3 separate regions of the Zea mays genome follow, and regions 1 and 2 are each linked to region 3. The links are chromatin contacts, called in public Hi-C maps. All regions are on one chromosome and are shown on one strand. Each heading gives the region's core, a stretch centred on a gene start, on an enhancer-like site or on the middle of the called end of the contact. The rest is flanking DNA. Distances are from core to core; before and after follow the strand shown. Region 1 holds the start of LOC100274569. Region 2 holds the start of LOC100279274 (putative prolin-rich extensin-like receptor protein kinase family protein). Region 3 holds the start of LOC100273899.

The links. A called contact is a pair of places that touch in the nucleus more often than the background predicts.
Region 1: a contact with region 3 is called in a Hi-C map of tassel, with 2.4 times the contacts expected there. The contact joins the promoter of LOC100274569 here to the promoter of LOC100273899 in region 3. A contact is called at or near these places in 2 of 25 Hi-C or Micro-C datasets (bundle sheath and tassel).
Region 2: a Hi-C map of tassel shows a contact between it and region 3, with 2.2 times the contacts expected there. The contact joins the promoter of LOC100279274 here to the promoter of LOC100273899 in region 3. A contact is called at or near these places in 3 of 25 Hi-C or Micro-C datasets (bundle sheath, ear and tassel).

The regions. Positions count from the first base shown.
Region 1 is chr8:113,347,520-113,351,923 of Zm-B73-REFERENCE-NAM-5.0, forward strand. LOC100274569 reads right to left here and starts at 2,233. Exons shown (of 5, transcript NM_001358397.1): 1 at 1,806-2,233; 2 at 807-1,039; 3 at 63-162. The coding sequence starts at 2,113.
Region 2 is chr8:114,168,116-114,172,605 of Zm-B73-REFERENCE-NAM-5.0, forward strand. It overlaps LOC100279274 (putative prolin-rich extensin-like receptor protein kinase family protein), which reads left to right and starts at 2,037. Exons shown (of 8, transcript NM_001152295.1): 1 at 2,037-2,739; 2 at 3,337-3,879. The coding sequence starts at 2,160.
Region 3 is chr8:113,723,403-113,728,155 of Zm-B73-REFERENCE-NAM-5.0, forward strand. LOC100273899 reads left to right here and starts at 2,145. Exons shown (of 8, transcript NM_001148291.1): 1 at 2,145-2,841; 2 at 3,272-3,653. The coding sequence starts at 2,492.

The DNA.
Region 1 (4,404 bases), core at 983-3,482, 380 kb before region 3:
AATCGGTGATTAATTTAGTTCCAATTCCATTGTTTTAATTAAGACAGATGGGTGTAACTCACTCCCATGGTACGTCGCCGACAAGCATCCAATCTCCATCCTTGTCCTCGTAAGTCAGAACATATTCACCATCCTTGCGGTACTCAGATGAGCCGTCCTTGCCTGATATGGCATTACACCCATATACTAACATGTAAGACCAATAAAAAGGAAAACAGAACAGAAGAGAACCTCCTCTTGTACTAAAATTTCTACTGAAGGGATTTGGGCCTGATTTTCATTCCCACGATTCTAAAGAGGTGGTGAAAACTAATGAGATATTACATATATAAATACAGGACCACAGATCTCCACAAATTTCAGAAATATATAGGGGATGTCACTCTCATAGTGATTAGTAGCTTTCTATGGAATAATACCCAGGACTCGAAGATATCATCGAATAATCATAAAGATGGAGCCAAAACTTATTTTGCCTTACAGGAAACAACATCTTTCTAAGAGAGACTTGATACGGATGCAATAACTGAACAATCACCAGGGTATTTGTTTTGGGAGGAATAAAAAGTTCACCCAAAAATTAACAAAACAAGGGGTGCCAGATTGTTTGTAATCTTACAATTACTCAAAATATAACGGGGTAAGTTCAAGCTATTGCTTATCCTAGGAATCAAGTAGGAGTATGCTGCTTTTTAAAGGCTTCTTGATGTACTTCTAACACCATCCACATCAAAACGAAACATAATTACTCACTGACGCGCCATCCGAAAGAGAGAGAGAGAGAGAGTAACCCCGAGACATCTCACCAGTACTGAAGCCACTGAACATCTTCTCAAGCGCGGTCGACAGGTCCTTGTAGTTCTTGTAAGTCTTGAGGTCGATCTTCCTGAGGTACGGCGCGCCATCCATGCTGACCTTGACGTACAGGAACCCCTGACCCTGCTTGGCATCACCATCCTCCTTGCTGCCCTCCAGCTGGGTGGTAGTCATCGTGTTCTTGCGGTAGTTGCAGACTGGTGGCCATCCCACCACCTGTGCTCTGCACAACGCAACACACCTGAGCTCAATAGTCTTTACCAAACACGACGAAGAGGTAGATCAGGAGATGCTCTACTGGTAACAAAATAAAAAAGAAACGAATTCTGGCGAACTTTGGGATGAAAGTTACAGAATTTGAGCAAGATAATGACGGATCAAAATGTTTTGTACAAAATACAACAAAAACAAAGCAGGGAGAGCAGAGAAGAAGATGAGAAGAGCTTGAGCAAGCAAGAAAAAGTGAAAAACAAAGCAAGGATTCTGAAAGATAAATTGAAAGAGCGCATTTTCGAAAGTAGAGAATTTGGAGGAAAAGTGGGAATTTAAAAAGAACACCACAAAGCTGCAACTTTAGTTTCCCTCCTCTAGGCCCCAAGATAAACTGAAATTCCCACCCAAAGAAGAGTACACAAATCGAAAATATCACGCCAACAGAGATCCCTCTGACATGCAATTCAGTCCCCTTTTCAACTCCTCCTACTCTTTTGTTTCCCTGAAAAGCACAGAATTTCCAAAGATAATTTTCTGTTATAGAACCTGCAAATGTCATAAACTCAAAAGGCCCAGCAAGATTTCCCAAATAGCAGAGAACTTGCACCCAAAGACCCCCCAACAAAGGGGCAACAATCACAAACAATTTGCAAACCACTAGTGGCCGCAGTCCCAAGAACGGCAGATGAACGCGCTGGCAGCGCAAAGCCCCAAGCCTTCCCCTTTTTTCGTTTGAGGCGGCAAAACCCCAAGATCCACTTCCACATTCGACCTACTTGGCGGCCGGCTGCGGGGTCGCTGCCACCTTCTTCTCGTCGTACTCCTCTTCTGCCACCTTCTTTCCCTTTCCGGCAGTGGCAACAGGCGATGGCGGGGGCGCCTCGTCAGAAAACCCGCGCTTGGCGCCCTTGGCCGGGAGCAGGTCCAGGGTGGTCGCGGTGGCAGCCACGACACGGCGGTCCGGCGACCCGGACCCTGGCAGCCCGAGGCGGAGCTCAGTACCCTTCAGTTCGTCGTTTTCAGCGGCGGCGGCTGCCGCCGGCGGCGAGAGGCCTATGTAGTCGAGCTCGAGTGGAGGCGACATGGGGAGCAGCAGGACATGAACCAGAGGGTGGGGGACGTGAGAGGTGGCTGTTAGTTCGTGTGCCGTTTGCGTGGGTAGGCGGAAGGGGTGAGAGTGGGAGCCTGGGAGTGGGAAGGGAAGGGAAGGGGAAAGAGTGCGAGTCGGAGCCGGAGCGAAGAGTGATTTGTTTGAAGGGTGATCAGGTGAAGCTTCCCTGGGTCGAGCTGGGTTGGTTACACTTGGCTTATACTAAAATCCGTGGATGTGCGGAGTAATACATACCAGATCAAATTAGTTCAATTTTAACCGAAGTTTTATAGTAATTTATATCAACATTTATATTTTTAATTAGATGTGCCACAATAAATCAACTCATGGATACTTATTTTGTACCATAGATATTAGTATATTTCTAGGCATATTTCTATATAATGTTTGGTCAAACTATAAATCATTTGATTTTTCATTTTTTTTTGCAGATAGAAGCAGTAGATACATTTGAGCTTTGATAACTAATAACAATAACTGTAAACTAATAATTTTATAAAATACATGAAAGATTAAGTGGTAGAAGTGAGCTACATGAAGGCCATGAAGATAAGATGACATAGACTATATGATGCAAAACCTCAACACGCTGAAAATGGAGATGAAGGATGGAAGAAAAAATAAAGACGTTGCATATCCACGTTTTTTTATCTTTTATCGGCCATGAGTGTTCTGTGGAGTAAGGTGGTTTGATTAAACTGAGATAAAATTATATAATGAAGTTTAGTCTAAAACGAATTATATTTTGGGATGGAGGGAGTAGAAATATTGGTCTCACAAGTGACACTAGATAACTTGATTTGTAATCATATGACATTGGGAAAGGTCCCATGTAGCTGATGACCTAGACATCAAAGAGCTCAATTTGAAAATATTATCATGAGTGACACTAGATAACTATAAATGATTTTGTCTAAAATGATATCCTCTCAATTTTATCTCTCTAATGGTCATTTTGAGTGAACTTTGTAGAAACCATTATCATGAGTTTAAATTTAAAAATCCCCTCCCTTCTCTGTTGTTGACATCCTAGGCTTGCCTGACATTCGGCATGCGCCCACTCCCTTTCTCCCTATGTCGCTCGCTCCAAGGACCCGCCCATTCGCCCATTAGCCGCATGGAGCACCATTGCTATCACACTGGCTCGCTCATCATTGAGTGTGTGCCTCTTCCAGCTCCCCTCCCCTTCCTTCAATTGGCCACTTGCGACATCATCCATCAAATGCTTGCTACCATTGTGGATACCATGCTAGTGGCCACAACAGAATGTCGACTGTGCCCCTGCTTCCTCTCATCCATTTAAGATACTATCAGCCCTCGCAAACCCTAGCCCTAACTCTATCCTCCACTACCTCATTATTGTCATTGGAGTTCTCTCTCGTTGGCAGCAATTTGCCCTCCCCACCACCCCTCTCTTTGATTTGTCGCTTGCCGAGCTTCCTCTTATTATCCTCGTCCTTCCTTTGTAGTTATGTCCTCTTCTCTCCACTGACCATGCCACTGCCATCATTCTTGTTCGCCTCCGAGCTCCTCTTCATCATCGACTATCTTCTAGCCTTTCTTCTCTCGATCCATCGCTTGGGTGAGCTTCTGTAGCATCCCAAAAATTCAAATCTTGAAAATTTCTCAAACTCGCTCTAAATTCAAAATGAATTTCAAATTTCATTTCAAAATATTTGTTTGCGAGTTGATATCAACAAATAAAATATAGTGGTCTATATTCTCTCCAAAATCCTCCTCAAAATATCCTACAGATATTTCCCTAGTGATCTCCTTTAAGTTCTTTCCAGAAATACTGCTTAAATATTCCCTGATATTTCTCCAAATATTTTCCTCCTGAGAAATACCTTCAGAATCATTTTTAAAGTCCCTACAAATATTTTCTTCATAACTTTCCTCATGCTCATACATATACGTACGCCTCCGGTGTCATACGAGGAGCTCTACAAGCTAAACTCACTTATACAAGACAAATCCATGCTTATCTCCCACTAATCCTCGCATCCTCCCATTAATCCTCTCATCCTCCCCCCTAATCACCCCACCGAGCCTATAAATAGAGGGGCAAGGGCCTCCTCTCAAGCCACCCCAAGCCATTTCATGGCAACTCTCTCCCTCCCCCCCACATGCCCACTCCACTTCCCACACAAGCACACACTAGCACAAGGATCGTTCGGTCGTTCTTCGATCATTCATCCACCTGTTCTTAGTTTGTTCGTTCGTTCGTCCGATCGTTCATGGTTCGTTCATCCGTTCGTCCGATC
Region 2 (4,490 bases), core at 787-3,286, 440 kb after region 3:
ATAAAGACCTTTGAGTGGATTATTTTCAGTAATCCACTCAAAGCTCGGGCACTGCACCCAATGAATCCTGAACCCCAGAGAACAGAATGCTGATCTCCAAAGCATAAGCCAGAGACAAAGCACCGATTTCTGAAGAATAAAGCGAAGACCGATGAATAATGACAGGAGAGGATAACAGAAGATCATTTTTACCGAGTTACTCAGAGTTTAGAAGCAACAACTCGATAGGCATATTTTCAAAGCATTCCTTACCAAAATAAAAAAACTGTAAGGTGGACCTAGAATCTTTGGGCCGATTATTTCAAAATCAACTCAAAGATTGGGGGCTTGTGGGGGACAGATATCCCCCGGGTCCACTAGAAGACAAGAAGGCCTCGCGAAAGGCCTCGGGCCCATTATTTCGCAAGGCCATCCCTTCATGGGCCAGGGGAGGAATGTCTGGAAGAATGGATCGACATAAGATCGGATCGACTCGAGCCCGTGCGGCTCACTGAATTCAAACGTTATCCACAGCAGTGATCCGATTCTTCCGCGCAGCGCCCTTAGACATCGGAACTGAATGATGATAAGTCGACAGGATTATAGGAAGATAAGCTCAGTCTGTACACTATTACTTAGGTGCACGTTGTTATCATATCCGCATGTAATGCCCCACGGTCGAGTATATAAGGCCTAGGGGGCACCCCATCAAATAACAACTCACTCGCCGTCTACTCAGCTCTCTAGCATCCCCATACTAGAGAACTCCCCTGTAACCCACCACATAAAAGATCCACACAAGGAAGTAGGGTGTTACGCCTATCTAAGCGGCCCGAACCTGTATAAAATTGTCCACTGTCTCTCGTGCATCTAGCACGAACCATCGAGCTACAGTCAGTAACACCGTCCTACTCCAAAAGGCACCTGGAGGGGCAACCCTAAGTGCGCGGTCGGACCCAAAACATCGACACGTGGGGTACCCGCTAACTCATCCGCTAACTCATGGGTAGGTATTTGAGCAAAATTTTAAATCTGTTATGAGTACGAGTTTTTTTAGTGGATATAAATATTTTTCACATGGGTACGTGTTTGGGACGGAGTATTGCGTCCGTTGACATCTCAACATGAGCGAACAGGAAAAGGGAAATCGCAATGGCAACTTCCAACCGGGCGACTTGGCTCGGTATGGCCGCTGGCCGGGGCCCGGCTCGGCTGTCCCTCCCGCTCCTCGTCCTGGTCCGCGCCAATCACGCAGACTTTTTTTGGTGGGACGCTGCGCGGCGGGCCGGCCCCACCCACGTTGCTCGTGGCCTGGAAGTGGAACCTTTGAACACGACACCGCCGCGGTGAAATTGTGTTGAATCATTTGGCAGGTGTCATCGACGAAGAGAAAGATAATAAGAGAGGTAATATTAAAAAGAAGGACCAGTGATAATCCACCGAACCGAACGTCACGGGCTGACCTCCGGACCCACCACCCTCCGTTCCGTTGCCTTGCCTGCCACAACATGGGACGGTGTGTGTGAGACAGTGTGACGGACGAATGGACGATGGGAGGCTGGGCTGACGCTGACCTGCGGGGCCCGCGCGGAGCGAAACCACGGTAACATGCCGTAGATGCTCAGCGTAATCCAGCGGCAGAAGTGGCGCGCACTTTATCTGGTTGTGCTGTGCCCCCCTTCCCACCGGCTCCTGCGCGCGGTCACGCGCAATCTTCACGTCACAGACAGGTTGGCCCCATCGCTCCCGCCGCGGCAGCCTTCGTCCACCTGTCGGTGGCCGTGTCCCCAAAGCTTCGCGTCGCGGTGCGCAACGACCACCGCTCCGCTCACGGCTCACCCAAACGCTGTCCAGCCGCGGGGGCGGGCCCACCGTCCTCTCTCTCTCTCTACCTTCGCTTTCCCACCTCATTCGGTCTCACTTTGCATTTAACCCTGGACCGCCCTGCCTAGTAGGCTGTGGACTCCTACTCCTACTCCTACTCCTCTCTCCCCTTCCTCCCGTTGATTGATTGAGGGGATTGCTACTAGGCGGGCGCTAGCACTGCGAAGCATCTCGCCTCATCGTCTCCTCCGTGCTCCACTTGCCCATTCTTACGCGCTAAGCAACAGGCCAGCCGGCCGTAGCTCCAAAGCGGGAGCCGGAGCCGGAGCCGGAGCCGGGAGCTAAGGGGGGCCGTGATGTCGTCGTCGCCGACGGCCGCGCCGGCGCCGACCACGCCATCGGCTCCGCCGGCCAACGCGACAAATCCGCCGCCCGCGACCCCGTCCGCGCCGCCACCGGCGGCGCCCACGCCTCCCACGCCCACCCCGCCCACGCCGTCCCCGCCGTCCCCAGCCGCGCCGCCGCCGTCACCCCCCTCCGTCCCGGCCCCCGCGCCGGCCTCCACCCCGGTGACTCCCTCTGCGCCCTCGCCCTCCTCCCCTTCCTCCCCGGGCACGCCCGCCACCCCGTCGCCTCCATCGGACACCCCGTCGCCGCCATCGTCCGGTGGAGGGGGCAGGTCCCCGCCGTCGTCTGGGGGTGGGCGATCCACGCCGTCCTCCCACTCGCCTCCCAAGTCGCACTCGCCGGGGGGCGGTGGCGGCAGCTCCGGGCCGTCTACGTCGCTCGTCGTGGGCGTGGCCGTCGGCGGCCTCGTGCTGCTGCTGCTCGCCAGCTTCATCTGCCTCTGCTGCCTCCGCAAGAAGCGCCGCCGCGCGCCGCCGCCGCCGCCGCCTCAGCACTACGGATACCCGCCGCCCCCGCCGCCGTACAAGGGTGAGTTAGATCTCTCTCGCAGCTCCCGTGTCTACCTGCCTGCCTGCCTGTCGCTGTCTAGATCCAGATCTAGCATGTGGGTGGCGTGACTAGGTACTAGTCACGTTACTGTCGGTTTCAATTCTGGTCTTCCTGGCAATTCGGCTGGCTGTGGATCTTAGGTCATGGCATTAACATGCGTGTTAGGTTTCAGTTCATGCTACTTTGGCATAGGTGTTGTTCATATGTGCATATATAGTGGTTAAAAGTGTTATTTCAGTAAATTACAGTGCTCTTTTCAATTTCAAGGGATTTGGACCTGTAAATTTTGTACTCATTAATCCGTAATCATGATGGTTAGGCATTACTTTTAATAAGGTGTACTTCCCTTGAAGTTAGAAAATGCATTACCTGGCACTCTCCGTAGGTGTCATACCTGCTGTCTAAATCAAATGCTGTATTATATTTGGTCTACCTATTGTCTATCTGTTTTGTTTGGAAGACAAACTAACTTGTATAGCTTTTCTTATAGATTCTATTTAAGCATATGGTGCTTTCTGTAAGCAGTTTCAAAATGAAGACAAACCTTTCCTCACATTGTATTCTATCTTACTGCAGAGGATCCATACGGTGGAACGTACCAGAGTTGGCAGCAAAATGCGCCTCCTGCTCCACCCCCTGAGCATGTGGTCAAGATGCACCCTTCGCCTCCGCCAGCATATGCCAATCGTCCTCCACAGCCGCCAGTGCCACCACCACCAGCGATGCTAAATAGTAGTGGTGGATCTGGTTCTAATTACTCTGGTGGCGAGATCCTACCTCCACCATCCCCTGGTGCTGTTCTTGGCTTCTCGAAGAGCACATTCACCTACGAAGAGCTGTTGAGGGCTACTGATGGATTCTCGGATGCTAATCTCCTTGGACAAGGTGGTTTTGGCTATGTTCACAGAGGATTGCTGCCTAATGGCAAAGAGATTGCTGTAAAACAATTGAAACTGGGAAGTGGCCAGGGAGAGCGTGAGTTCCAGGCTGAGGTTGAGATTATCAGCCGAGTACATCACAAACACCTTGTGTCTTTGGTTGGCTATTGCATTTCTGGAGGCAAGAGGCTGCTTGTCTATGAGTTTGTCCCCAATAACACATTGGAATTCCACTTACATGGTATGTCCCCCTCCCCCCTCAACCCCCATATATTTTCTCTCCATTATCTGTGAATCTGCACATATTTGATTTTCCTACTTGGTTTCTCTCTGGGACCATGAAACCATGTTTCATTAGCACATCTAGAATGTCAGAATGTGTTACAACTGGAGGCAATAGCTGTTCACAATCCACTAGAACCTGAATAGCTTAGCTGTTCAACTGAACTTTCTGATTCTTCCGTTTTTCCCATTCAAGTAATATTATATATTGATATTCATGTGTGCTATTCAAGATTGCAATAACAAATCTGCATGCGAGTGTAATTAAGAGAATTTGGCAGCCTAATCAGTAGGATTGTTCTGTTGAAGGAAATTCTGTAGCCTGTGAAACTTGAGCTAAATAGAAGCTTCCCTACCTTCTCAGCATGAAAAGAAGCCATTCCTTAGAGTCAAGTCCTCAGACACTTGCCAGCCTTATTGTGCATGAAAAGGGATGGTACCCAACCAATGATCCCTTTTGCAAAATTTTCTTTGCTCTTTTCATGTTTGAGCTGGGAATTCACGAGCAAGTGCCTTGCTTGCACAAACAAAATTCCCTTCTCCTGTAGGGCAACCCATGGATTTATTGGT
Region 3 (4,753 bases), core at 895-3,394:
TAGATGCACGCGGGCTAACGGGCCTGTCGATCCATTTAATTAAATCAGCGTAAAATGTTAAAAACGGTGCAGGAGGTGAAGTTCGAACCCATGCCCTGATGGAAGAAGGGCAGGAGACACTAGGTGAAACTGTCTAACCAGTAGAACATCACGCTAAGATATTTTTAATATTAAATATAAATTGTATATAGGTATATACGTTTTTTGTAAAATAAAAAAATAATCGTGTTGGACCGGGCCAGCACTACGGGCCGAGGCTACAGCCCAAGCACGGCACGATGTTCTTGGCTCTTGCAAGCATTAGGTCGTTTCTGAGACCATATTGGCGCAATGGACTACATGGTGTTTGAGGTTGCTGAATTGGATGGAGCAGCAATGATTTGTCACACTAACAGTAAAATGAAAGGTTATTTGTTGGTTTTAAAGGTTAGTAATTGCTACAAAGTAGCATAATTTATATGGAGCGCATCCAGTTTTTATTGATGCCTGACTTTAGCAATCACTTCATATTTTGATCTATCTTTTTGATAAGATTGACTTCATGGGACTTATTTTAGAAACTTGATCTCACAAACTTTCTCTTATTTGGTCTCTGTATGATGGAATTATGTCATTTTATAATCTCTATTCATTCAGTCAATCGTTATGAACTCTCTTCTAATCGCTCACTTCATTGGTCGTGTTGTACCAAGACATATTTGCATGGAGTAAACAATAACATCAATTAGCCAAATCAAAAAAATATATTACACAGAGAGCGGAGACGATCAATAAAAAATCTTGAAATTTTTTTATGGATAGTTTACGTGGATATTGTTGTAAGCCGTCGCAACGCACGGCCAACCGACTAGTTTGCATTGGAGTGACAGTTTTACTAACGGACGAGTGAAAAGACCGCCATTTTCACTGGCTTTTCGCATAGTCCTATCCGTAGCGACAGACGCTAGCTGGTCAAAACAAGGTGTTTACCGCGCGCTAGTAGAAAGCATCATCACTATATATATGTACTTAGTGTAACAATAATACATTACAAACTTCAGATTTTGAACCAACAAAAGGAAAAAAAATTAAATATAGCTAGATTAGCTGGCATGGTATAAACGAATATCTGTCCTCTCGCAAAGGCAGACGTACAATTAGGAACTTTGGCACATATATATCGCTTTTCAGCCGATGATATGACACACAAAACATAATTAATAAAGGAGTAGCCCTCGGTTAGACCGACCTTTCAAGTTTCAAATTAAAATAGCTTTATTGACATATATATATGGCTTGTAGCGCGTACGTACGTACACTTTTTATTTCCGCTCTGGTAAAAAAAAATTAGTGAGCAAGATAATAACCACTTCGTTTCGGTTTCCACTTTGTACATTATAAAGAAACCAACGACGATGGGATCGGATATCCATTCCACTTGGGGCGTGCGTGCATGCGTTTGCCTTCCGATCCGATCCCACTTTACGCTGCCGTTCCTGTGTATGTGCGTGTGGCGGAGGTCATGTCTTTTGCGCGTGTTGCTGCTGGTAGTCTACGCTTCATTCATCACTGCAACTGCATGCAATTATCAGGTGGCGTCCACACACTTACTATGTGTTTGGTTCGAGGTCAAAATAGGATGAGGAGGAGGCGACACCGTCCCCTCAATTTTTTTATCACACCGCCACAAAAATTACTTTGGTATTCATATAGCCCCACGTGACTCTCTCTCATCCAAACACTATATAAACTATATTCGGTCTCTTCTATCCCTTCTTATACATCCAACTAAACACATATAGAAGAAATCGATGCATGCATGACATGGATTAACGGGCATCGCCCTCGTCGTCGTCCTTAACGCGCGCGCTCGTATACCTTTCCTGCGTCACTTTGTCGTGGTAAAGCAAAAGCGACAGAGTAGGGAAATAAATAAATAAAGAAGAAGAAGAAAAAATGCAGTTGTGTGTGCGTGTGTATGAGTACATACAAAGGACGAAGAGTGAGAGAGTGTGTAGCGAGAGAAAGGGAGCGGGAGGAGAGGAAAGCAAGGGAAAGTTCGTTCAGAGAGATAAAGGAGTGAAGCGAAAGGAAGCGCGAAAACAAAAACAAGGCCCAGATTCCTCCTCTCCGGCCGGATCCTCTCACCTCTCTCTTTCTCTCTCCTTCTGTTGCTGGGTGTTGTTGTTGTTGCTGTTCCCTTCTCCCTCTCTCTCCCTCCCCATCTCCCTCTCCATCTCCATCTCTGTAGCTATAGGGAGGAGATGTATTCCGACTTCCGAGCCCCCCATCTCCAAGGAAATTGCGACGAGCCCATCGTTCCATATCTCCCTTTAAGATTGACCTGAGACTGCTTCGTCCACACCACGAGTGCAAGAGAGGTGGGAGACAGACACACAGAGAGAGAGAGAGAGAGAGAGAGACTGGCGAGGAAGAGATAACGAACCAGCATTTGCTGCGTCACCAGCTCTCTACCTAGCAAGCTAGCTAGCGGCCGGTGCGCGCGGCGGCGATGAACAGAGGACAATTCCGGGCCTCGCCTTTGCAGCAGCAGGTGATCTGGAGCGCCGATACCGCCACGGCCAGCAGCAGCAGCGTCGTCATGAGCGCCTTCAACTTCAATTCGTGCCATGAGGATCAAGAGGCCTTCTCCCCCAACAACCTGCCGTCCTTGTCTTCCCCGTCGCTGCTCTTCTCCCACGACCAGCAGCAGTCGTTTCCGCACACCGGTACCACTACCACCTCTCCGGGCCACCAACTTCTTGCCAACCGCGGCGCAGCAGCGGGCGGCTGCCTTCCAAGTCTGCACGACGGCGGCCAGGAGAACCACCACATGCCGGAGTCGTGGAGCCAGATGCTTCTGTAAACACCTCTCTCTCTCTCTCTCTCTCTCTCTCTCTCTCTCTCTCTCTCTCTCTCTCTCTCTCTCTCTCTCGTCTTCACGACTTCACCCTGGCGGTGGCGGCCCTCTCTATCATGCATGCAACAGATCCATCCACAATTACAAACCTCCACTACATATATGTAAAGCTTCAGTTCTCTCTAATACATGACAGTAGAGCTCGATCTAGGTGAAGGAATAAAGTGGTTTTAACCCACTTTGTCCTACAGCGGATCAAGCCTTTCAAATTAAGCGTTAATCTACCTTCCCTGTCTCTAACCATGCATCTTATGCATGTTCACTTTGCTCCGCTAATATAGCTCGCAATCATTCCCATCGTCCTCCATGGACTCATGCATCTGTGCGGTGCTCGCCTAGCTTAATTAGTTGGTTGCCTAACTACATGTGCAGAGCGGGGCTAGTCGGAGGAGATCAGGAGCGCTGCACCGCAGCTCTCCTGTCAAAGGGCATGGACGATTGGGGGGATCACGCTGCGACTGCAAGCGCGGCGTGCATGGTGGGTGGCGGCGGTACGAAGAAGGATGAGGGCTCCGCCGTGCCTCAACAACCTCCGTATAGCTTCTACGGGAGCCACGGCCACCTCGCTGCTGGCGGTGATGAGCATGAGATGCCGGCGCCAGCCAGCAAGGCTCAGCTCAGCCAGATGCTCCTGGCCTCGTCTCCTCGCTCGTGCGTCACCACGAGCCTCGGCAGCAACATGCTTGACTTCTCCAACAGCGCGCCGCCGATGGAGCTGAAGCGCCACCATCATCACTCTGATAACTCATCCGAGGTGAGATGAGCATGAGCTACCTTAATATAATCAGGCATTTCCCAAAAAAAAATTTATCGAGTTGATTCAGGCATACGAGACATATATAGTTAGATATGCACATTACTAAACTACTATTTAAGCAGACACGGCCGACATGGAATGCATTCGTTTTATTTGCCAACTTAATTTATTACGCTGTGTTTGATTTCATCTGGATCGCCCTCGGGAAGAGCGATGGTATACTTCCAAAAGGCACTCCATTCATCTTAGTTTGAGATGGAATTGAAAGATAAAACCATGATTATGTTCTCATCCATATATAATCGACTAGGTTGAGGGGGCTATATATGCTGTCAGTAAGTTCTCATGGCGACGCATGCATGATGCATTATTCTCTCTTCCATTAGCTGAAACAAACTAAATTAAAGATGCATTCTTCTATTCAAGAAAAAAGATGCTTTATTTGCTAGTAGTACATGCATGCAAGCATGTTTCCCATGTCATATGCAAATCCACTTTAGTCAACCAGGCTGAGGGATGGTATTTTCCTGCACTCCGTTTCATAATCTTCGTTGGTCAGAGTGTTACGGCCGGCCGGCCTGCACACATGCATTGAAAGTGGTAGCTCTTTTTGTTACTACCCATTTTTACTACTACCTCCGCCTGCTACCCGGCCCCTGCCCCCACACAAGAACACACGCACCCAAAAAAAAATACAATTTTGGGTTTCGTTAAAGTAAACGGCATTTTAAAATGGCGCCCCTAGGCTGTCTTCGGTGGATCGCGCAAAATAAGGGACACAACATTATAGATGACACTGCTTTTAGAGTTAATGACACTATTTGTAGAGTTAAGATTGTAATAGGAGAGATGCTGGAGATCGTCTTGGTTCTACCGTTTTTCTCATTTTTTTTATCCTTAATCGTGTTTTTTTATTATTTTTCTCAGTTTTGCACTTCCGCGGCTGAACGTTATCAACATTTACGATTTCAAGTAGATATATTGTGCAAAATATATATTTCATGATGAATCTAATAAAGGACGATGCTTATTGCTATAATAATATTGGTTTTTCTGTATAATTATGTTGGGGGGATTGCAATTATAAGTTTGGCTCC